Linked DNA regions of Sus scrofa: region 1 is linked to region 2. Evidence: chromatin contacts called from public Hi-C data. All regions are on one chromosome and are shown on one strand. Each heading gives the region's core, a stretch centred on a gene start, on an enhancer-like site or on the middle of the called end of the contact. The rest is flanking DNA. Distances are from core to core; before and after follow the strand shown. Region 1 overlaps SLC45A4 (solute carrier family 45 member 4). Region 2 has its middle 26 kb from the start of GPR20.

What was found. A called contact is a pair of places that touch in the nucleus more often than the background predicts.
Region 1: a Hi-C map of embryonic fibroblasts shows a contact between it and region 2, with 2.1 times the contacts expected there. The contact joins two enhancer-like sites. A contact is called at or near these places in 3 of 5 promoter capture datasets (fetal liver, fetal skeletal muscle and liver), 24 of 47 Hi-C or Micro-C datasets (alveolar macrophages, blood, embryonic fibroblasts and 13 more) and 2 of 2 datasets of contacts at active chromatin or transcription factors (alveolar macrophages and skeletal muscle).

The regions. Positions count from the first base shown.
Region 1 is chr4:2,494,896-2,501,763 of Sscrofa11.1, reverse strand. The region is part of intron 2 of SLC45A4 (solute carrier family 45 member 4); the gene reads right to left. Among named protein-coding and RNA genes, the nearest start is that of SLC45A4, 27 kb to the right of the region's middle. Within about 2 kb of position 3,098, at least 13 of the 83 cell types and tissues checked have an H3K27ac peak or open chromatin away from gene starts, as enhancers often do. A contact at or near this core is called in alveolar macrophages, retroperitoneal adipose tissue and subcutaneous adipose tissue, where this site is marked.
Region 2 is chr4:2,417,787-2,424,712 of Sscrofa11.1, reverse strand. No RefSeq gene overlaps it. Among named protein-coding and RNA genes, the nearest start is that of GPR20, 26 kb to the right of the region's middle. Within about 2 kb of position 1,997, at least 60 of the 83 cell types and tissues checked have an H3K27ac peak or open chromatin away from gene starts, as enhancers often do. A contact at or near this core is called in alveolar macrophages, retroperitoneal adipose tissue and subcutaneous adipose tissue, where this site is marked.

The DNA.
Region 1 (6,868 bases), core at 1,849-4,348, 76 kb before region 2:
GTCCGGCTCGGGACCCTGCGTGGAAGCCCCACCCTACACGTGCTGGGAGGCCCACGGCCCCAGTTGCTGCTTCGACAAGCCTCGAGCGGTCATTGCTTTTTAAAAACTTTTCTTTAAAATTATAGTTAAGCGACACTGTTCCATCAACTTCTGCTGTGCGGCAAAGTGGCCCAGTCCCGCGTCTCTGCACACTCTCTCTCTCTCATCATCCTTCACCACGTTCCATCCCAGGGGACCGGCTCGAGCGTTAGTTCCCTACTGCCTGGCGCGGGCCCTGTCCACTGCCGCGACACGGAAGCTCCTGGCAGACACGTGTGGCCAGAACGTCTCATCCGCACGCTTCCTACCAGGTGACGACCCCCCAGCGAGGCCACGGCAGCCCCCCCAGCGGCAGGGCTCCCTCCCCACCCCCCCCAGCCAGGCCCGCGGGCACCAGAGGGACGTGCAGGCTCTGCTCTGGGCTGCAGCCTCGGCCTGGAACGTCCTCTCCACGTGTGAAGTGGACACAGTGACGAGGGCGGGCAGCACGGGGTCAGACGAGGAAACGAAGGCCAGTCGCTGCCTCCATGGACTCGTGCCTCCCCCGCCTCGGGGGCAGCGGAGCTACAACGCTTCGACGGGCAGTGCTGTCAAGATGCTGCCAGGACAACGCACAGCTCAATTCCACGGTGACAGGCACGTTCCCTGGGCATCCACCTGCTCTCAGAACAGGTGGCACAGACAAGCGGACCTGTGACCCACATACAGCAGGTCCCAAAGCCAACCAAGTCGCCCCAGGAGGCGGGACGCACAGCCCCTGAGTTCTGTGTTATCAACTCAGATGAGAGCCACAGGGGTGTCTCAGTGCCGACGGCAGGGCAGTGGCTCTGCTGCAGCGCCAGCCCTTCAATCAGGAGCTGTCACACAGAGGGGAGCAGCTCTGCCCCCAGGAAGGTCCCCTAAGGGAACCCTGGGTGCCTGAAGACCCTGGCACTGGCTGAGCAGGGCCCCCACACCTTATCAGGGACAAATAGCCATGGGCGGGGGCCTGAAAGGACCCCTCTGAGGTCCCACCTCCAAGCCCCCCCCCCCGACCAGCCAGCTCACACAACTCACACGCCCACCTGAGAGCACCTGGGACCACCGCTGCTCCCGCGCCTCACACCTGTAGAGTCAGACACCTGGGGCGCTGCACGCCGAGGTGATCCACGCATGGACATTGTCCCTATTTTCTGGAAGAAACTCGCAAAGGAATGAGGCTTCCAGAGCACGTGTGATCCGGTGACCCCAGGTTCCCCAACTGAAAAGTGGGCTGACAATAAGGCGAGTGTCTGGGAGCCAGGCCGACCCTGCACAGGCACTCGGCAGGCTGGTGTGTGGAGGGCACCCCCTGCTCTGGGGACGATGCTGTGATGGCAGGAGCAATGGCTGCCTGGCAGTGCCTGATGCCCCGTGAGCCATTTCCACGCACGTGTCAGCATCCCTGAGGCTTCAGGCCAGCCTTGGTCCAGGCAGGTGGAGGCGGCCTGGTCTGAAGAAAAGGAGAGGCTTCCATTCTGATTCTATGCTTTCTGGTCGTGAACCCCCAGACAAGTCACCTCCCTTGCAGAGCCCCGATGCCCTCGGCGTCGGCGCTGTCCCCAGGACCCTCAGGAGCCCTCCACGGTGAGGGGGACAGATGAGATCCCTCAGGCCCCCAGCCCAGACCTAAACCCTACTCACTGCTGCTTTCTGCCACCAATCTCTCGTTAGTGTCTCCCTCCTCCCAGCCCACAGCCCCCGGGGCCCAAAGAAAAGGGTCCAGGGGTGGGTGGGGGATGTGCCAGGTCTTTCCTCCTGGTCCTCATCCAACAAGCAGGCCGCCTGCAGAACGTTCTCCACACCGCCATGGCCAGAGCCCCCATCACACCCTGCCTGCCAAGCAGCAGGGCCCCAGACCAGACCTGGTGACAAGGGAAAGGCAGCACTCCCGGCCCGCTCCCCAGCAAGCAGCGGCTGCCCTGCATGGTGACCTCGGAGCTGGCTGTTAAAGTGAGTATCCTGGAGTTCCCATCGTGGCGCAGTGGTGAACGAATCCGACTAGGAACCATGAGGTTGCGGGTTCGGTCCCTGGCCTTGCTCAGTGGGTTAAGGACCCGGCGTTGCCGTGAGCTGTGGTGTGGGTTGCAGACGCGGCTCGGATCCCGCGTTGCTATGGCTCTGGCGTAGGCCGGCAGCTACAGCTCCAATTTGACCCCTAGCCTGGGAACCTCCATATGCTGCGGGAGCAGCCCAAGAAATAGCAAAAAGACCAAAAAAAAAAAAAAAAAAAAGCGCGTATCCTCTCAGCGGATGCGGGCCTGCGCCCCCAGGCGGGGGGCTGTGTCACCTCCAGGGAAGGTGAGCGCCTCGGGCCCAGGGAGGCAGGCCCCACAGACACTGTGCTCGGCTCCCCAGACCCCCTGAGGTGGACAGGCGCTCTACCTCCTCCTGGCCTGCGCTGCTTTTAGATGAAGTGATTAAAATGCATGAGAAGCCTGCGAGGCCCCATTCGGTCATGAGTGTCGGGTGACAGGTGCTGGTGCAGGAGAAGCCCTTCAAACCCAGGCAGTGCCGCGTCTACACAGGCGGCAGCTCCAGTTGGCGGGCTAAACTGCTATCACGCACTCACAGAGAACGGGGGTGTGGGGGCCGAGGGCCTTCAGCCATCCCCGTGGCAGGTGAGTTCCGGGCAGCAGAACAGCCCCGAGAAGCAGGAAGCACCCAGCGTCAGGATCCCCGTGGCGGAAGAGGAAGCGTGTGGGGCCCAGAGGACGGCGGCTGGGCCCAGAAACCCACCCTCCAAACAGGCAGCAGCGCCCAGTCGTCGTGTTCCAGGATGACAGCAAAACGGAAGCCTGTGTAAGTTTCAAAGGAACTTAAGCAAAACACGACATGCCTGACACTGATGAAGCCTTGCACTCGCTGGCTAGACTCAGGGTGCCCCCTCCCCCCTGGCCCTGGGCCCCTCGCCTCTGCCCCCCCCTCCCGTCCCCCCCCGGGGGGGGCAGCATTCTGCCCCCCTCTGCTCTCACACTGGGAAATTCAGGCCCAAGGGCAGGGCTCTTCACCCCGGAGGTGGCCCAGCCCTGACCGCCTCCAGCTGAGACTCACCCTTCCAGCTGCCGCCCGGCTCTGCACCTCCAGGGAGACACAGCTCCAGCGAGATCTGCATAAGGCACTTCTAACAAGACCCGCCTGATTCTTTCGTGATGGGCCCACCCCGTCCAGCAGCTGGAAGATACACCCACATCCTCTTCTCCAGTGAAATGGGGGCACAGGACCCATACTGCCCCCAAAGACAAGGCCTATCCACGCACAATTTGCGCGATTGACGCATTTTGTGTAAAACTTGAGTTGTTTTTTTAATGACAAAATTACCATCATCTGGGAAATATTTTGCGGGTGGACACATTCTATGGTGTTTTTTTTTTTTTTTTTTAAAGAGCAAAGAGAGCATTTGTTCTAAAACTTGCCATTAAAAAAACCTGTCTGTGATTATAATTTTCGTTTTGAGACATATTCAAGGAAAATATTAAACATTTACAGAGGATTCCAGGAGAACTCCTGCCTTGAGGAACAGCCAGGGCCCCTCGGGGCCAGACTCCCAGAGGAAGGGGCGCAAGGCCCACCGTGCACGGAGGTCACGGGTCACCCCGAACCCCGTCTCTGTCTCTGGGCTACCTGGCATCTTGTCTTAGCATTTTAACACACGTTTGCAACGTCTTGATAGAGTTTAACTTCTCTTTAGCTTGCACTAGAAAGTTAAATGATCACTTTCCGCAGGAAGAACTGATAGGATTTCTTCTGTCCTCTTCAACCCAGGCGTGTACCATCACCCCCAGGGCCTGCAGACTGGCTCCAGGGCCCCCTCGGATTTCCACAGATGCTCGAGTCCTCCATAGACAACGGTGGAGCATGTGCGTATGACCGAGGCACGTCCTCCTGTATTTTAGAATCATCTCTAGGGTGCTGATAACACCAATGCAACGTGCGTGCTCTCTAAACAGTTGCTGGCACAGCAAATTCCAGGTTCGCTTTTTGGAACCTTCTGGAAACTCCTTGAGTATTTTCCATGTGCCGTTGGTGGGACCCGCAGGGATGTGTCACCTGCGGCCTGGAGGGCCGACTGTACATGCTTCACGTTCTGTTCCTCTGACTGAAAACTCTAATGGCCTAGCACGTTTGGAAACAGCTACAATGTAAGACATTACTTACTGCTAAGACTTCTCAAAACCCTTCTTGCTCTACCAGTGCCCGTGTGCGCAGTGCTGGAAAAGAGCGGAAGCGCTCAGGTTTCTCCCAAAGTCACCTCCTTGGCGTGGCACAAAGGCCTCTTGTGATGGGATCCGGGCAGATCTCCACCCCGAGCTCAAGCCCTTCGGGGGCCCTGCAGACTCAGCCACCGCCTGCCCGTCCTCTAGGCCTCTCCCTGCCAGGCCACGGCCTGCCCTGGGCTGGGTCCCCTCACTCGCTGACCCCTGTTCTGTCTGCGCCCAGGAGGCCCCCGCCCCCTCCTCTCCACAGCCTCCCCACGCCCCGCCTGCTCTTTCGGGCCCATCGCTGCCCCCTGTCCTGATCCTAGTGTCCCCGATGCCCGCCTCCTACAGAGCCTTCCTCCTCCAGACCTCACCCCAGGCCCGGCGGGCACCCGGCCCGGCCCGGCCCAGCCTGGCTCACAGAAGAGCTGACCTCCCTCCAGGCTGACCCTGACCTGGAGCCATTCGATCCCGGGAACCAGGGCGCCAGCGTTCCCACGAGCGCTCCCAAGTCAACGGCCCTGTCGTGACGTGGCCCCGCTGTCCCGCAGGCTGCTCTGGCCCCTCTAGGGCACCTGGCACCATGCCTGGCACCTGGTAGGTGCTCAATAAGCGGTTGATGAAAGAATAACAGGCACATAATTCCTTGGGAAAAAGGACTGCAGCTGACATTTCATTGTTTCTAAAATACAATGATCTGAAACACAAGGAAATCCAGACTTCCCAATCCAAACAAAACGGCCCCGCACAGCAGCTTTTCAATTATTTCGGTCAAAATTCGGGAGACTCGGACGAACACCTGCCTATTTACGCGCCTGTGCCCCCGGTGCGCTGCCTGTGTGTCTGGAGCCACCGCGAGGGTCCCCTGGCCTGGGTGGGCCTTCAGGTCAGGCCTCCCGGGCGCGGACACCACGTGCCCGGGTCTGGAAAGCGCTTCCACTGGCTGGGGCGGGGGAGCGGGCTGCCCCCTCCCGGCCCGGGCCATGTGTCACCCTTCAGGCTTCCTTAGTCTCTGGCCCGCAGGAAATCCACTCTTCAGTCGGATCTCCCGCGGTGAGGCCCCCCCGACTTTTTCTCACATTGAACAAATCTGGGTGAGACACGCATCCCAAAGAGGTCGCCACGCTAACACTTTCCAAGGGCTTGGCTCCGGGACTGAGGGACACTGACCGTGCTGTGCAGCTGTCACCACCCAGCCCCACAGGACTTTCACCTGGCAAAGCCCAAACTCGGCGCCCGCTCCCAGCCCCCACCTGCTCCTCCCGTGTCCACGGCTCCGATGCCTCCTGATCCTTCGTCTAAGTGGAATGGAGCCAGGGTGCGTCCTTCTGCAGCCGCCTTGTTTCATTTAAGGCTCATGTCTCTGAAGGGCCGTCCCTGGGGGCCGTTAACGTGCCCCCCCCCGCCCCACAGCCCCTCCAGCCCCGTGGGCGCACCTGTCCCCTCGCTCGCTGGCGCTCTGGTGGACCGTGATGACACGGAGCCCAGAGCTCTCTACACAAGGACAGGGGTCTCCCACGTCCCCACTGCAAGGACCCTGGGCGCCCCTCCCGAACACCGGGAGGCCCTGGGGAGCAGAGCAGACCTGCCTCCGCTGAAGGCACTGCAGACAGGCCACCAAATCCAAGTGCAGGCTGGGCGGTCCCGTGGGAAACGCAGCCCAAGAGAGGCTTCTGAGAAGACTCTCCCAGGCCTGTCCAGCCCCAGTTTCCAGGGACGTGAAAAGGCCTGCCTGATAAGAAGCTCAACTCGGAAACCAGCCCTGAAGGAGGACGGCCGAACGTGCTCTTTCCAGCTGCTGCGGAAACACGGAGGCCCCAGTGCAGAATTCAAATTCGATCCCTCTGAGCTGTTCTCAGCCCAGGGACCCAACCCCCAGGCGGGGAGGGCCCCACGCCCTGGTGAGCACTGCTTCTGCGACGGGCACAGAATCGACGCCTCGGGACTCCCTGCCCCCTGCGACAGCAAGTGTCCTCGCGGGGTGTCTGAGCGGTGTCTCCCTCCCCGGGCTGTGGCCCCCAGAGCCGCTGCTCACGCCTCCACCACTCTGCCCCTTTTCCAGGCCTTCAAGGGACGAGGCCTCCCGCCTCCCCAGCTGTCCCTTCTTCAGGCGAGGTGGTCACCTGATTCTTTACAACGGCCCTCAAATGATGCAGCTTCGTGCAGTAACGGGGTGCCAGTGACCCGCGGGAAGCAGGGCAGGTGAGCCTTAGGAACTCTCCCGGTACAAGGGCAGTGCTGGGCCTGCTCCGACAAAACAGGAAAACCACACAGGAGCGCTCCGTGCGGAAGGCCCCTGGGGCGTCACTACGTGCAAAGGGGTCCCCAGGAAGGTGGCAAGTGTATCCGAGCTGGGCACGTCCTCCTGGGGGGAAGCTGCCCGCTGGAAGTTCACGGTCGATGCATCCTGCGGAAGACCGCCAGCAACAGCCCTGCTCATACAAGGGGGCTGCAGGGGACACCCCATGGAATCCAACGCTAACCATGACTTATCAGCGTGGAGTTGCTGGGAGGGCTGGGCTGTGACCTCGCGCTCCCAGGACAGGGACGGCGCCTGGCCCACAGAAGGGTGTTGACTGGGCGGGTGGCTGGAGGTTGCAGGCCAGGCCAAG
Region 2 (6,926 bases), core at 748-3,247:
GTCCAAAGAAAAGTCCCCGCGCTGGGTGTGAAGGACTTTCTCTGAGTCCTTCTCAGTCAGGGAATGATTTCGGTTTGAAAAGTTCCCTCTGTTGGCGGTGTGGGCATTGTTCCCCACTTGAAATCGAATGCCAGATGCATAAGCAACTTTAAATTTCCTAATAGCCATGTTAAAAAAAGGAAAAAATATGCAATTTATTAAAAATTTTTTTTATTGTAGTTGCTTTACAATTTTTTAAAAAAATCGAAATGCAGTCGATTTACAATGTTGGGTTAATTTCTGCCGCACAGCCAAGGGATCCAGTTACACACACAGATATACATTCTTTATCTTCTTTTACGTTTTCTCTCGGGATATTGAATATAAGTCCCTGGGCTATACAGTGGGATCTTGTTGATTATCATTTTAATAATGTATTTTATTTAACCTAATATACTAGAAAATTACTGAGATGTTTTAGTGTTGTTTTTTTGGGCCACATCCGTGGCCGCGTTTTTTTTCTCACCCTAAGTCTTCGAAATCCCACTGACAGCACATCTCAGGTTCGAACTAGCTGCTTTTCCAGGGCTCAGTAGCCACAGGGGCTCAGCGGTCCCAGCCTTGGACAGCACAGGCGTGGAGGATGGGCTGTGGGGGCCAGAGTGGAGACAGCGAGGCTTGGTGGGAGGCCCCTGACCAGGGGCAAGTTGGGGCTGGCACTGGGCTCCCGCTTCAGATGGGAGGGCACACAGGAGGAACTCCCAGATGGCCCAGAAGGTAGCAAGCGTCCAGTGGGCAGGTCACAGAGCTGCACAACTGCCTGAGTTGATTTCAGCCCAGACAGCTGGTGTCCCCAGCCGCCCGGGTCAGTCTCCCGGCCCCTGCCTGCCCCCCACTCCAGACTAATGTGAGGCTTCCTGTCGCAGCTGGAGGGTGACCCAAGGCCTGACCCTGGCGGCCCTGGCGGATGCGCCCGGAAGGAAGGCCTCCTCTTAGATGCACTGTGCAGCAGGCGGCAGGCCGGGGGCCGCCCTGGGGACTCCCTCGGGAAGCACTTGACACGCTGGTGGGCGCTCAGCCAGGGCGGCCCAGCAGCTGCAGAAGGCGAGGGCCCGGGGCCCACGGGAGGGCCAGCACCAGGCCTGGCGGTCCTGAGGCGCTGGGAGCACGATGGGGCTGCCCCAACGAGCCAGCAGGGCTCTCGGGGAACACGGGCCAGACGGCTGTGCAGCCCCAGCCTCTGCGCCAGGACTCAGGGCGGCAGAGCACCGGGTCAGGAGCACACCCTGGCCGAAGGGTCTCACGTCCCACTTGCTCCTCTGTGGAACGGGGGCACTGGACGCCTCTCTCACAGGCCAGGGTGCAAGTTCAACGGGATCCTGTGTGTCCGCAGGAGAGCCGTCTGTAGCCACATCGTGGAAGTTTCCGGTCGTTCCTCATTGCTGGCGTGAGGCCTCTGCTCACCTGAGCTGAACCCGGCTCCCAGGCCGGCAGCCCCAACTCCCTCACTGCGTGCATCCTCCTTCAGGAGACGGGCGTGGGGTCCTCCAACGAGCTCACGATGCCCGGCTTGGGGTGCCACTCTCCCCTGCCCTTCCCTCCCCACCCCAAATATCTACTGAGCGTCTACCAAGTGCCAGCCCCTGTGCTGGGCCCTGGGGATTTGGCGGGGAGGGTGGTCCTCTCAGCTAAGAGCAGCGGGAGCCGGGGCTGAGCAGGGTTGGTATGATCTGACCTAAAAGCACAGCCTGGCTCCCAGGAAGCGCGCGTGGGGCCCGCGAGCTCGGACAGGACAAGGGCAGAGGTGGGTGGCTGCGGCACGGCACGCAGGAGGCAAACCACCCGGCCTCCGGACAGGTTGGCCGGGAGAGCGGGTGCGCGGAGCCCGGGGGCGCCCTCCCCCCGCCGGAAGCCCTTGCCCCTCGAGCGCGCTCTCCCAGGTGCTGCTCCAGGGCCCCCGCCGCCCCCGCCGCCCCCGGGGTGAGGAGGACGCCGTGCGCATGCTCAGCCCGGGAGCCCCGCCCGCAGGCGGTGTGTCCTCTGCGCATGCCCAAGCCCGGAGCCCGGCCTGCGGGGGGGGGGCGGGGGTGCCCTCTGCGCATGCCCAACCGCGGGAGCCTTGCCCGCAGGCTGCGCGCCTTCTGCGCGGCTCTTACAGTCTGAGTCACAGGGCCCCCGGGGATCCGGACTTTGCCTGGTTCCGGTAAGGACTGAGAGGGAGCCCACTGTGGCTCTGTGCTTGAGCACCCTCTCCAGAATCCGCTGACTCGGGAATAAAGGCAGTGTTTGCCTCACCTTCCTAATCTTTTATCTGCTCATGGAGAATGAACTTGGGGAAGACGGGGTGCATCGTCTGCTGGTCCCGCCTCCATGGGTGGGCGGTGGTGGGAGGAGCTGAAGGCTAGGCTCCCCCTACGTAGGCTGCAGGTGGGCTGGAGGGGGAGCCTGGCGGCCTGATCGGGGTTACTCTCCAGGACTTTGTTCCGCTTCTCAGGGCCCAGAGTTCATGCCACACGTCTCCTGGAAGCTAGTGGGCCCCTGAAGCATCATGCTGTGTTCTGGCCCTGCCTTCACCCATCCCTCCCACTGGGGCTTTTGCTTCCACTTTCAACTGTATCAGACTTTATTCCCTCTCGGTTCCCCTATCCTGAGCGGTCCTTGCCAGACTGGCCCTTTTGGGAAAAAAAAGGTGGGAGAACGGGCCCAGCACCCGCTGGAGAGCAGCACTGGACCAGGAGATGGGGATGGAGCTGGGCTGAGGTTGGGCCCTGGGCATGGGTGGCATGGGCTGGAAGTTCAGAGAAGGAGAGGAGCCCCTGGGTGGCCATGGATGCCTCCTTAAACCTCTGAGCCTCATTTTCCCCAGCCGCCTGCTGGTGGGGATTCTGCAGAGCTGGACTAGCTCAGCCTTCCTGTTGTGGGTCCCAGGTCTGCACACAGGCCTGAGGAGTGCAGATGAAGCCAGGGCAGCGGGGGCAAGGTGAGAGCCAGTCCTGGGCTCTGCTGCCAGCTGTTCCTCTTCTCAGTCTGGGATTTTGATGGAAGAGGGGTCACTTGTTCAGAGGTGGGGTTCTGGGCCAAGGGTGGGAGAGTGCCACACCGCACTGGAGACAGGCCAGTGCTGAGCAGAAAGGAGCACTTATTATAAATTCCCTGAGGGGAGGGCAGCATTTGATCCGATAAGATCTATCCTGGGCCCCCTAATCCCCACGGCCAGCTCTCTGGTGACCCAGCACACCGTGAGGGGCCTTGATGTGGGCCTCGGGTCTTTGCAGGGCTCCCCCTTCCCTCAGCCGCTGTCACAGCCCTGAAACCCCACCAGAGGGGTCGCCTGGCTTTGATCCTATAACATTCCTGGGTTAAGCAAACACTCATGAGGTGCTGCCAGCAGCTGACACTTCCTAGGGCTGTTCTGTGCAGCAGGCTTTGTTTTTTTGCATTATCTCTTATTTATAAAGGAAATAAATCCTCTTAACGGCCCATCGACAGACTAGGAAACAGGAGCTCAGAGAGGTTAGGTAACTTGCCCAAGGTCACCCCGCGTGGGTGTGTGGGGGGTGGGTGGAACCTGGGTGGAACCTTGCCTACGTGCTGATGGGGTGGGGAGCACCTGATTCATCTTTCAAACCCCACCCTAATCCTGGTGGGACCCCTGAAAACTGGCTCAATGAAGCTGATTAACTAGGCAGCTGAGATGGAGGGGAAGGGAGGCTGCTCTTGGGGGTCCTGGATTCAAACTCTGCTCTGCCATGAAAGAGCTGTGTGCCCGTGGGCAAGTCCCTTTACCTCTCTGAGTTTCAGTGTCCTCCTCTATCAAATAGGGTACTAGGGTGTGATTGAAAAAATATGCTGTGAGAATTCAGGGTAACTTGGGGTGGAGATCAGGAAGAGGTGCATCAGGCAGGACCTTCCCCACCTGTGCCCCCGGCCCAGCAGACCCCAGAGCCTGAGTCCTGCTGCAAGTGGCCTGCTCTTTCATCCTGCAGAGAGCAAAGTGAGCCCCGAGAAGGCCCTGGAACACCCTGCATCACACAGCAGAGGAAGCCCAGAGAGGTGGACGGCAGTGTTCTGGATCTGGCTTCACCTGCTATGGCTGGAGCCTGGTCAAGGCGGCTCTTTCAGCTGGGGGCTCCCGCCTGATACCACTCGCAGTACCCCGAGCCTAGCCCTTCTTGGGTATCACAGTGATATCGAGGGGTGCTGGGGGTCTTCTGTGCCTTCCGTTTTTTTTTTGTTTTTTTGTTTTTTATGTATGTACTGCTACATGCAGCAGGGCTGTTTATTTATTTAAGACACTTCATTTTTTTCAAGTAATTTTCAGGTTACAGAAAACCTGAGCAGAAGGCACAGAGTTCCTATATACCCCTTGGCCTCTGCCCGCCTCCGCAGTGTTGCCCATTGTTAATAGCTTGCATGGGCTGGTGCCTTTGTTACAACTGATGAGCCAATACTGATACATTTTCACTAACTCAAGTCCCCGCTTTACAATGGGGTTGACACTATGTTTTTACGCTTTGAAGGTTGTGACAAATGAATAATGACATGTATCCCCCCTACAGCATCCTGCAGGACTGTTCCACTGTCCTAAAAAGTCTCTGCCATCCATTTGTTCATCCAACCCCCCCCCCCCCGCCCTATGCCCTTGAACGCCTGGCAACCACAGATTTTTTTTTTTTTTTTTTTACCATCTCCACAATTTTGCCTTTATCAGGATGCATTGCTGTTGTAATCATACAGTACAAAGCCTTTTCAGAATGACCCCTCTCATTTAGCAGGACGCATTTCTAAGCTTCTTCTGTGTCTCTTTGTTACTTGATAGCTCATTTCTTTTTATCACCGGCCCGACCCTCATTTCCTGTAACTTTTGCTGTAATTGCTCAGCAGCGTCCGGGGTTTTGTTGTTGATTCTCTGGAATTTTCTACGTGGATGATCAGGTTATCTGTGAACAGAAGCAGTCGTATCTCCTCCTTCCACATCCGTGGACATTTTTTAGCCCTTACTCGGCTGGCTGCGTTAGCTAGGGCTTCCTGAGGGATGCTGGAAAGGTGGGATAGGAGGGGACCTTCTGGCTTTCAAACGGAGCGCTTAACCCAAGAGGTACATCCAGCTTGGGCCTTGGCAGGATTCCCCGAGGCCCGTGTGCCCTGGTGCCTGTTGACTCCCTGTAAACTGGGATGCAGCCCCCACCCGCGCCCCGTCCCGGCGAGGCTGGCCGGGGAAGAGCAGGGGTGAGACGGTAAAGCGCCCCCTCAGATCCCGAGCGTGGCAAGGTCTGTAATGAATGAGCAGTTCAGCATCCCTGATGGCATCGCGTCTCGTCTGCCCCACCTTCCCCTCCCGGTTGGTCCACCGTCCCGTTTGTAGGGGTGTCGTGCCCTTAGTCACACCTTGGCTGGGGGAGACACCCTCCCTGCCCACTCTCTGCCCTGCTCCACCTCCTCTGCTGCCACATGTTCAGGAGCTTTTAATTCAAAAGGTGCTCATACAAAATGTTCGCTAAAAATAAAGCCGTCAAACATTCCTGGATGTGGTGTGCTATTGTAGGGCTTAAATACTTATTAAAAATGAGAGCTTACCCCAAATAGGTTTTTATAGAATGTGAACTTTCCTTTTCAATCCAGTCTTCAGTCTGCAGAATGTCCCGGCAGAGCCAGGTCACTGGGTCCTGGTCCGGGTGGCCTGGGCGCACGTGTCTCCTCTCCACCCGCGTCTCAGGGTGGGAGAAATGCAGGGCTGGCTCTGGGGTCAGCCCAGGCTGGGTTCCGGTCCCCGAGCTGCATGTTCAGAGCCAGGTGAGGGCTCCTGCCCTGGGTGGTCAAGCCCCAGGCACCCAGCCCCTTGCCTACCTCTGCCCCGTGGGCGAGCTCCAGTTCTAACCATTTTACTGAGGGGGAAGTGGAGGCCCAGGGTGGCTTCCTCCAAGACCCAGAGCCGTGTCTGAGCGGCAGGTAGACACACCCTGGGCGTCCCCACACTCCCCCTGGAGACCCTCCTCCGGTTTCCTCTCCCAGCAAACTGGCCCCTGGCCTCCGTGCCCAGGACCTCGCTGAGCCTTCAGCCAGCACAGCTCACACCACCCCCCAGGCTAGGGGGCGCTGCAGACCCAGGCCTGCCCGGCTGCCAGGCCTAGGGAAGGGGGCGAAAGGGGACTGGGGAGCTGTCCAGCGCTGAGGGGTCTTGCTCTCCGGGAACGTGGGGTCCCCGAGGTCCCCTGGCTGTTCTAAGAGATGAGGCGCTGCGGCTGGTCCTCCAGGTCCTCCCAGCCCCAGAAGTCTGAGCTGAAGCTTACCCCCCCTGGGGGGGGTGCGGATGGGTCTGGGGTGGGAGGAGTGGGAGTGGGGGGGAGGGTGGGGGCCCGGACGCAGCCTCCAGGGCGTGGGCCGGTTCTAGTCCTGGGAGTCAGAGCTGGGAGGGAGCTTGGACCCCCAGGCTCCTCCCCACCCCGGCTCCATTTCCTCCTCAAGTCTGCCCTCCTTGTGGGGGCTGGAGCAAGATCCCCGACGGCTCGGGTGCCAAGACCCAAAACTCTATCAGGAAGGACGCCCAGGCGCCCTGATGTGGGCAGCTGGCGGCCTCTCGGGCTCATGGCACCGTCCCCATGGGGTGAAGTGCTGCTCCCCAGCAGGCCTGGGGTGGGCGGACATTGGCAGGGGCCTTGGTGTTCTCGCTCGTGAGTCAGCAGTGATGGGAACATTAATTTATTCGAGTGGCTGGTGTGGCCAAGGCCTTGGAAGACACGAAGGCTTTGCCAAGGCTGGGCCGAGGGCGCTGGCGTGGGGGAGGGATGGCACCCAGGACACCCCTGCTCAGTCCCCAGGGTCTGCTGGGTAGCACGGGGAGGCAGGGCACTTGCCAGTGGGCCAGCCCTTAGGGAGCACCCGTTGGATGGGGGCAGCAGGGGAGGGGTGGACCAGGGGCCTAGGTGAGGGGGCGGCGGGCAGGACCT